Regions from separate parts of the Hordeum vulgare genome. Here region 2 is linked to region 1. Evidence: chromatin contacts called from public Hi-C data. All regions are on one chromosome and are shown on one strand. The core of a region is the stretch at or near the end of the contact, and the rest is flanking DNA. Distances in the headings are between cores, read along the strand shown.

Region 1 (4,070 bases), core at 652-3,151:
CAACATGCCGATTGTGCCATCTTGGCTTGGAGTACACACGAAAGCACCGGAGGTTTCCTTCTTGAACATGGAGTTGCCTTATAGCTCGGCCTTCAAGTAACAGTCGCACAACGGCCCACCTGTCCGGCCCATAAGAGATAGACCGGTGGCCCGAGGATCCCTTAGTCTCACACTCCCTCACACGCCATGCGACGCGAGCCACCGCGATCCATAGTGTTGTGCACGTGCTGCTGCGGTGTTGAATGCATGATCTCCACCCATGTCAGCGAGAGACGTCACGAGCGTCGCTCTGTTGAGCCATGGTGTCACATGCGCGAGTGCCGCCATGCGTGCTAGTCCAACATTGCATCGGCCATCTCATCATCCTAACTTTTGTCTCCTATTGTTGTCGAACAAGTCCAGCTTTATCATACTAGCCTTTGGCGTCGCCGTTGTTGCCGCCGGCAAAGGAGGTGGGCATCGTGATCTCACGAGGATAACACTGTGACATCGAGATCCAGCCAGTGCTAGTTCTTGTTGCAGTCGTTCCCATAGTTCCGACCGCCGCAACTTGGCACCTTGTGTTTGCCGTCGCCTTCATATCTCGGCTCCTGGTCCGCGGAACCTAGCGAATCCGTGTGTGCTTTTTTTCAATGTGTAATCCTGCATGAGGGGAGGTGGGAATTATAAGGTGTGCCGGTTTATATGGTGGGGAAAGAAAGATAGTTTGTATCTCGTTTCGTTTTCGATCCGTGACATGCAAGACGTGAGGATCGTCACGTGAAAGGCGTGGAGAAAAAACTGAGGGGTGGTATGATGAATTGCGGGTTGATATGCTGCTTTTGAGGAGGGCTAAAACACAAAATAGCATAACAGATTAAGAATACTTGTTTTTTGTTAGTAAAGGTATAGATAGTACTGAAGAAATTTAAACGAGTTTGCCAACCTTCTGCATTTTAGAAAATAGAAAGAAAAGCAAACCAATATGTGGTTGGATGGTTAGAGAAACAGTGTCATCCCTAGCTCATCAATGTTTAAGTCCTGATGTTTACATTACTTCTGTTTTATTTCAGGATTTTCTGACGATATGATTTCATTGGCACGAGACATTTTCGTCGAAGACGAGACACGTACGGTGACTTCATAAATCTTAAGATGATATGTCAGTTCAGTCTCTCGAAGGTGCTTATAAGATGTCTTTATATGCATTCATAGGAATAAGTATATGCGGATGTATATAAGCGCTTGTGTTTATATTGTGTTAAAAAAACTTATGGGTTGCAGTTTGCGGGGCGATCGGGCAAGGAAAGCAAACGTGGGATGTTCTACGCATGGGGGTTCGTACAGGTACAGACGTACAGTGCCTGCCGTTTCGCCCTGTCGCATCGCATTATTTTTGTCTCTGCAGTAGCGGTCCCGCGGCGAGTGCGGCACAGTTCGCTCCGCGACTTTTTGCCGTCCGGCACCACGATTCGTTCGATTTTATATGTGTCAACTTGCGATCTCCTTTTGCTTTGAAATTTATTTTCGTTTCGGTCTACCCACCACGAGAAGATATGTAGCGCCAAGCACAAGACATGTCCTAGGCCAGATCGTGCAAAGGTGCAGCAAAAATAAGAAGCTTCAGAATCTGAATGGGATTCTAGAAGAGTCTAGAACAGTTAGCTTGAGCTGGACGACCAGGCGGGATTATACACCGTTTGTCAGCTATATCTTTCAGTCCAACACAAAGCGATTGGTTATATTTTCAGCCATGTCTCCCTGCCAACCATCCGCCGCTACAGTAACATACATTGTCTTCACCGTAAATTGCTCTCGGAGAAGAGAGAAAAGGCCAACCTGAGGTTTGCTCAAGACGACACGACACGGTTTGTGACTGTCGGGTTGCGAAACCGCGTCCATTATATGGGTGGCCGTGGTACACCACTAGGCCGCTGCCGGTCGTTCGCTCCGTGTTATTCCCAGCTGGTTTCTCTTGGCGCCGCGCGCAGCTCAGCTCATCTCGCTTTCGGTTGGCAGCAAAATACAGCAACTCGTTTCTTTTTCGTGCGCGTCTTTTATGGATTCTTTCACGACGGTGACGGCAGTGCCACGCCCATGCACAGCTAGTGGGTGCTACACGAAACGAGTTGGCAGAGTGGGCAGCTATGCTAAGGGCACCTTCGACTCGCATGACTGTAAAAACACAGAAATAGGAAAAACGCGGGGTTAGAATGTCATGCACACCGGATTTCTACAAGATTTGAGTTTGTTTGATTGTATCACGGAAAAGACAAAGGATTCGCGGCACTAGCTAGCGGAACTCGCCGTAGAACTTCCGCCTCATGGTGATACGACCGCTGTCAGGTCCGTACTACCGATCATAATAGGTAGTACCGCTCCAGGCAGCGGTACTACCATTTATATCTTTTCTCGTGGGGCTGAGGCAACGCTTCATGAAAAGGATGAATACCAAAATGTTATATCTTTCGCATATGAACTCTGAATTAAGCAAACTCAATCTAGTTGGATTCAGGACGAGAAGAACTGTCCAACGGCAAATGGTTATAATAAGAAGAGCCAGTATAAAAATGCTAATGATATAGAGATGTGAAATCTCTACAAGTGAAGAACCGACAAAAACTCCAAGATCGAAAACATCACAGAAGATGCATATGGACTCCGTTTTTGATGAACTAGAGCTTGTCATAAAGATGACCATAAGCTCGAAACTCGCAAAGAGAAACACCAAACAAGAACCAAAAAAGATGATGCAAGGATGCCAATGGTTTAAGCTCTCAATAAACGATACGATCAAGCTACTCACTTGAGACCCCCTTGATTGCACGACAATCTATCTTGTAACGTACTCTCTCAACTATCATTGTGAGACCGGTAAAATAGAAAACCTATCAAGGGCAAACTTATACCTTGCATAAAGTCCACGTGAGCTAGACGTTGAAGATATTGACTCCCTCAAGATGGACCACCTTTCTTGATTGTGTTGGCTCGGTGAAGACTAGTTGATTGCTCCCCTATACTCATTATGGGTGAGTCACTCTTTAGCACATCTTCACAAATCCATTGCCACCATAATGGACGGCAAGCTTCAAACATGATCTCTTCGTGATGCTCCATTTGAACTTGCACAACGCAATCTTGATGACGATCACCACTTGTTCTCATCCTCCATGGGTCATATGAGATCTCCCTCTTGACGCAATCCCATGGAAACACACCTGACCCCATATAAAGCTCTCACGAAGATCATGGGTTATTACACAAAGCGTAATGCACAACGTTTATCATACCATGGTACCACTTGATCCTTCTTGGTACATCTTGTACGCTTTGTGTGTTGATCAACTTGATTCACTCTTGACTCAGTCTTGATCAAACTTGTGTCTTTATGTTCAATCCTTGGATAAAACCATGAATATCACCTTGGTCATCATATAAACTTCTTGAAACCAACAGATGGACTTCAAGAAATGCGTATGGACAAATCCTTCAAATATAACTCAAAGGCAACTATTAGTCCATAGGAATTGTCATTGATTACCAAAACCACATATGGAGAAATATGCTCTAACACCAAGTCTTATTTTGTCCAAAAATATCATCAAAAAGTTTCATGGCATTTGATCTTCGTTTGATACTGATTTTCTGAAAAGCCAAAAAACACACATAAAACAACAAGTGGCACTAGGCACTGGGCTAATAGGTTAGTTCCCAAAAATATTGTAAAACAACATATATAAATGCATATAAATTACCCAAGAATGATAATATAATAGCATGGAACAATAAAAATTATAGATGCGTTCGAGACTTATGAGCGCGCCGGAGCGGCCGTGGAGCGGTAGAGCATCCTTCCACGAGTGGTGGTCGTCCTGCCCGTCATCACGATCGTCGTCGTCCTGGCGTGCCCCTTGTTGCATTATATCGCTGCCTGAGGGGGTACGATCGTGGGGTGGCACCGAGGTCGGCCCTGCCCATCCTCGATGTGCATGACCCAGGTATCGGGCCAGACGGCGGGCACAGACCGACCCTCATCAGAGTGGGAGGAAGGCAGTCCGGTCTGCACGGACTGGGAGGACCGCGGTGAGGGT
Region 2 (4,070 bases), core at 872-3,371, 55 kb after region 1:
GCATGACCTAGGTGTCGAGGTCAATTTGAGAAGCGGTCCGACCAAAGTCTTCGGCCCTCTCGTCTCCCCCTCTGGCGGCCTAGTTTGTTCATCCGTTGATGCGGAACGACGGCGGCTTGGTGGCACAGAACTGGGAGCGATGGTCCTTGGTGGACTTGAAGCTCGACGGATGGACAACCTCCTGGAGGAAACATATGGTTACTTGTGTTGCTTCCGCGGGCATGTGTTGCTCAACCGTGGCGACCCTTCCTGCCGCTTGGAGCGGCTGCTCCTGGCCATGGCTCCTGGTGCTTGGAGCGGCTACTCCCAACTGCGGCCAACGTCGCATGAACGCGACTCCCGATGCTTGGAGTGGATTTTTCCGATGGCTTACGAGGTTGTGGGGTCGTGGGAGCGAACGGTTCCATGTGGTCCGCTCGAATTGAAGAAATCACTTGGGACGACATAATCAAGGAATATGTCATTCTCTGGAATTAGGTGGTTTCGATTTCTTCGACCATCCAAACATCCGAATGGGTTCTGGGAACGGAACCGACCCATACCGTTTCACTTGATGACATAAAGCAAACATACCCTTCGACGATCACCTTGGCAGGTGAGCAAACTCTCCCTATCCGGCTATAACCACAGACCTTTGACACATGAATCGCAAACATCATAAAGGTGCACCACCGAAAACACACCCAAAAAGACATCAGCCAGCACAACTATAAAAGAAGAGAATCATCCAGCAAGCAGCCACAAAATAGCTTCTTTGTGGCTCCACTCTTGTTGCCTCTGCTCACGAATGATCTCCCTTCAAGGATGTTGGAACCATGTTTAACAGGGGAATTAAAATGTTTTGATTGTTGAGTACTGGTCGCGCTTCTTAGTCCATCCCTAAAGGTATTGGTTCCTTTTCCGGAAATCCCTTTTGGAGCTGGGCCTCCAATGAGGCCTCCAAATTCAACTTTGAAACTTTATCAAAATTCATATTTTTACATTTTAAAAAATCTGAAAAAAATACAGATATACATGAAGATACAACATACATGTGTGTAAATTTTCAGTTTAAAATACATTGAAATGAGGGCTATGCAAAAAAGATAAATCTAGGGTTGTTTAACACATGATACTATTCATCCTCCGATGCCATAAATTTGTCTTTTTCATACAGGTTGCAACTCAAGGTATTTCATCATGAATTTTTACATACATGTGGGTTACATCCTTACATACATGCATATTTTTTTCAGAAATTTTTTAAACCATAAAAAATTGAATTTAAATTTTTCAAAAATAAAGGCCTTCATGGAGCTAGGCCTCCAAAACGCCTCTCTCTTCCTTTTCTTGCTACAAACTTTCATTAGGTTACGTGGAAGAGAAAATAAACATTCAAACTAAAATAAAATAAACTAAAATAAAATAGAGCACAGCATTACCATTTGATTCATCTCGTTTTTTGTCGTGAGACGTGAGGAGCACAAATACCAGGCAGGAACTGAAAATGCGTTGAACAGGGGGATGGGGGCATGCACGCGTGGTATGGTGGTCAAACGAACGCATCGATGAAAATACCGATTTCGTTTTGTGGAGTCAGTCCAGAACGCTTCCGCCCCCCCCCCCCCCCCCCCCACCACCACACGCTCTCTTCATTCAGTGGCGCACCACTCTCCCTCCCTCCCTCCACGAACAGAAGCGATTCTACTTACGGCAGCGATTTCTTTTCCGAAAAAAGAAGAAGAAATGTGCTGTGTTTCGTTTGTCAAAGAGGACCCAAAGGCGCGATCGCTTCTTGGGGTCGAGAAAAGATATGATCATATGACACACTTTTCCAGGCATGTCATGTGGACGGCTTACCGTGCAAGCCACTGTTCCCTCACCGCTGGTTGTGTTGTGTTCCCGTTGCATCCCTCAACTCATGTAAGTGCAGGGAGAAAGCAGGGCTTCGGCTTTGCGCCAAATAGTAACACGGTTAGGTTAGGATTAGGTTCGGGCTGGCCATGTGCATGTGCATGTGCATGATTCCCCAAATTCAGCCACCGCCGAACACCAGCCGCGATGGACGCAATAATCAGACTGGAGAGCTTCCGCATATAACTGAACTAAACTAAACTAAACTAGTAGTCCTACTTAAACTAAATCAAGCTCATCAGCACCGTCTCTGTCAGCTCAGTCTTTGCTGAATCGAACCTAGCTGTTATTATTCCTTCCCAACAAGGTGGCAGCTCACCTCCCTCCCCTCGCCTTAACTCCCGTCTCTCTCTCCCTCCCTCTCTCCAGCCTAGCGTTTTCTTGCTCCGTAAAGCTGAAAACTGCTCCAGGTCCAAGAAAAAAGCCACCTTTATCTCCCCCCTTTCCTTGCCGGCTCGCTCCGGACGGCGGTGACGGTGGTGGGCTCTGCCTCTTCTTGAGGCGCTTCTCCGGAGCATTTGCTGGCCCGGCTCGGGGCTGCTCGGACCCCGGAGGCTGTGGGAGCGGTTGGCGGCGGAGGGGCGTCGATCTCGGCCGGATCTCGGCGAATGCCCGCCGCGGGGCGCTCCGGTGGACCGGGGCAGGTGCGTGCGTCTCGCGGATCCAGCTTCTTCTTTCTTGTGTGTTTTCACGAGCGTGCTGTTCTTGTCGGCCTTCTTCATTTCTGTTGCTGTTTCTTCTTTCTTTCCCCTCCGGATTAATAGCGGTGTGGTTTTTTTTTACCATCTACTCCGTATTAGGAAAGGAAAATCTGTAGGAGTGCTGCTCTTTTCGCTCTGATTTGAAGCTGGCCATGGAAATGCCTTCAACCTCACAAATGGAAGAGTAACGAGATAGTAGAATGCAAGATGCAATCTCCTAGTCGTAGTAGGTAAAAAGGAAAATATATGGAGCAGAAACTCTGAATATTCACATATTCCTCATTATTTTATACGGAGTAGAATAAATTCGGCGCTTGTTGCCAACATCAAGCAGCAACGGTGGTCTGGTCCATACCTCCTCTCAACCTCTCACACCGTCATCTTCTCCCAAATCGGCGCCGCCGAGCACTTACGTACCCCCTGTCTTGGCTGGCGCCGCCCAGCACGCCTCGAGGCTACCATCCAGCATTGGGGAGATACTATTCCCACCTAGACTGATGTCTTCTTGTTAACGAACCCCCGTTGGTCTTGGTCTTTCTCGCTGTGAGCAAACAAATCCAGTTCTTCATTCTGGGAAGTGTGAAGAACGCCTCCATAGTTAGGGTTCGGTTTGCCTTTTTTTTTTAATTGCTTCGTCCTGATCTCAGTGGGGGTCCTATGGTGTGATCCCATGGGCTTAGGACTAGTTCGGTTCGGCATGCGAGTGGATGCCTCTTTTGGCGCTGTTCTGTATATCTGATGTTCTTGCCTTACTATCCGTTATACTTCCTCTGTACCTAGATAATTGTAGTTGCCAGTGTCCTTGTGCTTTACTAATTCCTGAATGTTTCTGCATCCATCTTTGATAAGCTTATTAGAGGATAATAGCTTGAAATTGTACATGCCATCTCAAACATTGTGCACATTTTTTTTGTAACTCAGGTCAACATTATGACGGGGAGGAGGAAGCTGCATGTGGTGACTTTGGCGATCTTGTGTTTCTGGTCATCTGCTGGGGTCTGCAAAGCACAAACAGTGGATTTCAAGCCTGCCGACAGCTACCTGGTTGACTGTGGGTCTGCCAAGGGCACCACGGTTCTCGGGAGGAACTTCGCTGCCGATGGGGCATCTCCGGTGACCGTGTCCACCTCCCAAGATATCCTTGCCGGCACCTCGGCCAACGGGGTGTCTTCGTTCGACAACCCGGTGCTTTACCAGACCGCCCGCATCTTCACGAGCCCGTCATCCTATACTTTTCCTATCCAGAAGCAGGGGCGGCATTTTGTTCGTCTCTACTTCTACCCCTTCATCTACCAGACTTATGATCTCTCCACCGCCAAGTTCACCGTGTCGACCCAAGATGTGCTCCTGCTCAGCGATTTCCAGCAGCCGGACAAGACGGCCCCTCTGTTCAAGGAATACTCTTTGAACATCACCCGTGACCAGCTTGTCATTTCCTTCAAGCCGTCAAACGGAATTGCATTCATCAACGCAATT

Evidence for each region. A called contact is a pair of places that touch in the nucleus more often than the background predicts.
Region 2: a contact with region 1 is called in a Hi-C map of seedling, with 2.4 times the contacts expected there. The contact joins the promoter of LOC123413286 here to the enhancer-like site in region 1. A contact is called at or near these places in 3 of 6 Hi-C or Micro-C datasets (leaf and seedling).

The regions. Positions count from the first base shown.
Region 1 is chr7H:469,246,015-469,250,084 of MorexV3_pseudomolecules_assembly, forward strand. No RefSeq gene overlaps it. Among protein-coding and RNA genes, the nearest start is that of LOC123413286, 55 kb to the right of the region's middle. Within about 2 kb of position 1,902, at least 3 of the 3 cell types and tissues checked have open chromatin away from gene starts, as enhancers often do. A contact at or near this core is called in leaf and seedling, where this site is marked.
Region 2 is chr7H:469,301,023-469,305,092 of MorexV3_pseudomolecules_assembly, forward strand. It overlaps LOC123413286 (receptor-like protein kinase HERK 1), which reads left to right and starts at 2,122. Exons shown (of 2, transcript XM_045106226.1): 1 at 2,122-2,537; 2 at 3,516-4,070. The coding sequence starts at 2,502.